Regions from separate parts of the Bombyx mori genome. Here region 2 is linked to region 1. Evidence: chromatin contacts called from public Hi-C data. All regions are on one chromosome and are shown on one strand. The core of a region is the stretch at or near the end of the contact, and the rest is flanking DNA. Distances in the headings are between cores, read along the strand shown.

Evidence for each region. Hi-C and Micro-C count contacts between places; a contact is called where the count stands out from the background.
Region 2: a contact with region 1 is called in a Hi-C map of middle silk gland, with 2.5 times the contacts expected there. The contact joins the enhancer-like site here to the promoter of LOC101742160 in region 1. A contact is called at or near these places in 5 of 7 Hi-C or Micro-C datasets (middle silk gland, midgut, posterior silk gland and 2 more).

What each region holds. Positions count from the first base shown.
Region 1 is chr25:11,846,103-11,848,802 of ASM3026992v2, reverse strand. It overlaps LOC101742160 (steroid hormone receptor ERR1), which reads right to left and starts at 1,361. Exons shown (of 9, transcript XM_038020327.2): 1 at 1,014-1,361; 2 at 33-123. It overlaps LOC733098 (transmembrane trafficking protein), which reads left to right and starts at 1,915. Exons shown (of 5, transcript NM_001047045.1): 1 at 1,915-2,218; 2 at 2,458-2,578. The coding sequence starts at 2,042.
Region 2 is chr25:11,883,761-11,886,460 of ASM3026992v2, reverse strand. It overlaps LOC101742160 (steroid hormone receptor ERR1), which reads right to left. Exons shown (of 9, transcript XM_038020327.2): 4 at 1,905-2,165; 5 at 1,223-1,432. Among protein-coding and RNA genes, the nearest start is that of LOC101741574, 25 kb to the left of the region's middle. Within about 2 kb of position 1,265, at least 4 of the 8 cell types and tissues checked have open chromatin away from gene starts, as enhancers often do.

The sequences.
Region 1 (2,700 bases), core at 112-2,611:
GTTGATATTCATAAATAGTGAACAAAGAATACCTCAATGAATAATTATGTTTGGTTGTCCTTCACATATCTCCTGTGAATTACAGGGTCCTCTGTAGAAACTGCGAAGAGACATAGTCGCGGTCTGAAAATGAAATTTTACAATTTTAGTATTTTTCTGTTATATATCACCAGACATGCCCTATGGTTTCACCCTTGTTATACTAATATTTTAGAAATGTTAAACACATATTTTACCGAGGTAAAGATTTTTTGGAACCCAATCCCCTGGTAAGGTTTTGGTAAAATCACAAACTATGAATTTTCATATCTTATTAATTACAATTGAATATAAACAGCATTGTTCAGGTTATGTTGTTATTATGATAAAAAAATTGTTATAAACTATTTAAATATGTGAAATTTATTTGAGTAATTTTTGAGTGATCGCATAAACAATATCCAAACTTATAAACTTTCACATTCATAATATTAATTGGTTGAAAACCTATAGAAAAATATAAGTAAGATATAATAATTATTTTTTTTAAACTCGTCATAATGAATTAAGGACTACGTTTTGCAAAGTTCATTCAGTATTATGTACACCATGTAATAACATCATTAGGAAAAGTATAGCTTGAAATAGAATGATAAAAGAACATGCTGCACTGACATCGCAAGATGTGGGATAATGGCAAGAATCACCCTATTTTCAAAATAATAGTTTCCGATTTTAATATAACTATTGTAAAATAAGTTTTTTATACAATTAGTAATGAGCAGTTGTATTATTATGGATTTGTTGTTGTCATCTTACAGATCCTTTACAATAAAAATCTTGTAAGGAAATCTATGGAGTATTTTATTTTAATTAACAGCTTGGATCCATTATTTTACTTTTATTTATTAATATCATAAAAGTTCCTTTATGTTTAAAATAAATCGTTATGGATCAATTAGTTAAGATGTAATTTTTAAAACTTTGCAAGATTATGTAAACTTACTTTTGCACAGATAGAAATGAGTACTCACCGAAATTACCTATATTTTAATGTGATTTACGGTCACTAAAGCATCGACGTACCGTACTTTCGGCAAATCATTTAATCAAGATCTGCACAAAACAATTTTCGAATTACAGAAATAAATTATGCATCTGTCAATCAGTCAGATGCAATTTATAATCTTCGCACTTTTATTTCACAACACAGCTATTCAAAGTCCCTTGAAAATTAATTAAGTAGTAGATATTGTAATAAGTTCTATTAAGTTGCGATTCTAAGCAATAATGGTTTCAAAAAAACTAATTTAAGGTTATTTCTTTAATTTCCTTGAAAATGCAAAATGCACTTTCGAATTCGACGAAACGCAGTAATCGCTTTATTGTGAACTGAATTAAATTTAGAATATCAGCTAACGCTGTCTCTTTCATCCATGAAGAGAAAATGTATTTATGTTCTTGTTTGCCATTTGTATTCAGCTATGATAGAAAGTTGGAAAATAACGTGCACCAATAAATGGAAATGGAACAAGCTTTTAAAAAATGGATTTCGAGAAATAGCTTGGCTGAATAAATTTAGATTCTATTTCCCACCTGAAAGTGTTTCGCAAAACATTGGGTTCAAATTAATTTAAATCAAATATGTATGTATGTATCACAAGACAAAAAATTAATATCGACTGATACTGATCACTGTTTTTCTGATACGATCAAAAAAATAGAAATTAAACTGTGAGTACTTATTAAACCTATTGTTCTAATAATATTAAAGCATTTATAATGTAAGTACCTACCTAGCAGTATGGGTATAAAACTGCTAAATCAAGTTCAAAGGAATGTAAAGAATCCATTCCACGCAGAATTTGCTAGAAGTCGCCGAAATGAAACCTGGCAACACAATTACATTTTTCAAAAAAAAAATAACCAAAAGGTCGACGACGTTAGCCAACTCATCGGTCTATTTGACGTAAAATTAGAGATTATGTTTGTTTTCCGGTCATAAATGTTATGAATTCGGCTTTATTTATTGCAAGATAGATAATATATAACCACAATAAACATGGAGGTACAATATCTCGTGTTGTTACTGAGCTTAATCTGGCATGGAACTGATGCGATTATGTGGAGCTTGGCGCCGAACACACACAAGTGTTTGAAAGAAGAATTACACGCCAACGTGTTAGTTGCAGGAGAATATGATGTGACAGAAATACAGGGGCAAAGAGTTGACTATATTGTGAGTATAATTTCTGACATAACCAAAAATGTTTGTAATATTCAAACGCCATGGCTTATGTACACCACTAGATATTTATCGTTTAGGATACAAACAAAAAATTTACAGAGAAATATTTGAAAATGAAAAAATGTAGGTACTACTTTTTTGAAAATAGACATTTTTTTTTGTAAACAGGAATAAACGAACAGTGTAACTCAAAAAAAAGACAGAAACAATAATGATTTCAATTATTACAGATTAAAGACTCGAAGGGGCACATCTTATCACAGAAAGATACAGTAACAAAGGGAAAGTTCTCATTCGTCACAGAGAATTATGATATGTTTGAAGTTTGCTTTATATCTAAAGTACCATCAGGTAATTTTATTTCGGAACTAACTGAATAATTCTTTAATATTTTAATTTTAATAAAGGTTCTTTAGATTAGTTTAGAAAGTACATAGAGATCAGCATAGAAAAGTAGGTCACAGTTTACTGCT
Region 2 (2,700 bases), core at 16-2,515, 38 kb before region 1:
TTAAGGATCGATGACAAATCAATACTAAAAAATTGAAAATAAATAATAGTTTAAAAATAGTGTAAGAAAAAATGATTTTATTGTTGAAAAAGCGTAGGATGCTTTTCAGGATATTATCAAAATAACCTTTCTACTCATATCTGTTCATAAAATATTTATAACTACTGATACCATGCACCCCACGCTTTTTTTTTCTCTCTATTGCTTATATGGGCGGACGAGCTAAAAGCTCACCTGTTGTTAACGTAAATGCTGCCACCCACCTTGAGGCATGAATTCTAATGTCTCAGTTTTAACAATACGACAGCTAAGCAACCTACTCTTCGAAGCACTGATCTTGCTAGGGCCAGTGTTAGTAACACTCCCGGTTTGAGCTCACCTATTAGTTCGGTGAATCTAGAATAACCCCTCGAGGTTATTAGAATAGGTAGGGAAAAATGTAACCTTTTTTCCCTACCTGTTTGTTGGTATCCTAAGGGGCTATATTCCAGCTGACAAGTAGGTGAGTTCACGGGCTCAACCTGAAAGAATTTGTTAACACTGACCCTAGCAAGAACCGTGCTTCGCAGAATCTACCACCGGATCGGAAACGCGACCCACTGAGAAGATCCGGCGAGAAACACAGTGAGCTGTGTCTGTGGCAGGGGTGGCCAACTGGATTGGAATCATGATCTACTGTCTACTGACGAGGCACTCTGCGATCTATTAATGACCTTTCTTGAAATTTTATGAAATAATGTAGTTCAGTCTACAAATAAGTAACATATTATTATATTATTTTATTAAAAAGATTAAAATAAACCTGAAATTATATAATAAAAGAGAACTATTATGTAGAAGAGAGGATAAACAATATGACGTAATGGTCATTAACAAATGATACAAGATGAAGATGTTACGTGCAGCAATTGGTGATTACATTGCACAGTCTGATCTATGTATTTATATATTTTGTCTAGCCACGATCGAAGGGTCGATCGCGATCTAACGGTTGGCCACCCCTGGTCTATGGGTTAATTTACTCGTCGAACCGGACGGTGACCGGATTCAGATACCTAAATACCTTGTGTACGCACGCACGCACGCACACACGCACGCACGCACACACGCACGCACGCACACACACACGCACGCACACACACACACACACACACACACACACACACACACGCGCGCGCGCACGCACGCACACACACACACAGTCCCAGTCACGTCTGCCGACCTTGATGTCGTCGAGCTGCACCCTGGGCTGGGCCTGCTCGGGCGCGCGGCGGTACTTCTGGCGGCCGCCGCGCACGCGGTCCAGGCGCACGCCCTCGCGCAGCATCCCGGTGCGCAAGCACTTGCGGAAGCGGCACGCCTGGCACGCCTTGCGCCGCCGCTTGTTGATCTCGCACTCATTCGCCGCCGGACAAGTGTAGTCGATGTTGCCCTGGACACGGAATGTAACGATACTAAGCTAGAAGTCGTCGTGGCCTAAAGGATAAGACGTCCGGTGCATTTGTATCTAGCGATCCACCGGTGTTCGAATCCCGCAGGCGGTTACTGATTTTTCTAATGAAATAGGTACGTACTTAAGAAATCTTCACAATTGACTTCCACGGTGAAGGAATAACATCGTGTAATAAAAACCAAACCCGCAAAAATACTAGTGGTAGGACCTCTTGTGAGTGGTACCAGCACCCTGCCTATTTCTGCCGTGAAGCAGTAATGCGTTTCGATTTGAAGGGTGGGGCAGCCGTTGTAACTATACTTGAGACCTTAGAACTTATATCTCAAGGTGGGTGGCGCATTTACGTCGTAGATGTCTATGGGCTCCAGTGACCGCTTAACACGAGGTGGGCTGTGAGCTCGTCGAAAGCGAGAGAAAGAGAAAGAAAGACAGAGAGAGAGCGACAGCTAACCTGTATGGTCCTCTTGAAGAACGCCTTGCAAGCCTCGCAGCTGGCTACTCCGTAGTGGAAGCCGGAGGCGACGTCCCCGCAGACGAGGCACCGCCTGCGCGGCGTGTCCTCGTCCCGGTTGCCGCTGGCGGCGGCCGCGGTTGTCGACGAACAGTGCTGCTGCTCAGGGCTGGTGTTGCCCACGATCGTGCCGTCCTCGGGCGAAACGCAGAACTTCACGTCCTTAGTCTCGAGTTCCAACTGTTGGAGAGGCATAGGTACCTAAATGTGAAATTTCGTTTTAAATCATGTCTATTGTAACAAAGGATGGAGATGGGCCGATAATTAGTTATTAGATCTTTTTTCCCGTTTTTATGTATGGGAATTATTAGGGCTTCCTTCCACTTTTCAGAGAAAATCCCTGATAATAATGAATGATTTAATATTAAAAACAAGGGTGTGGAAAGTTGTTCAGCACAATTAACAATAAATTGCGGTGGGATATTGTCTGGCCCCACTCCTTTCGTTAAATCCAGATTTTCCAACTTCCGTCTGTCACTGTTAACTTCAATGTGAACAGCCCGCATGACTGTATCTAAAATGTTTCGTATGAAATGGCATTTGTTAGAATACGGAATGTCTCAAAGCGGCTTGGCTCTGCCCCTGGCATTGCTGAAGTCCATGGGCGACGGTAACCACTCACCATCAGGTGGGCTGTGTGCTCGTCTGCCTACAAGGGCAATAAATAAAAATAAAAAAGATTTTTATGGATTTACGGAAAACTGCCTATTTCTACAAAAGACTTACAAGTATAAAT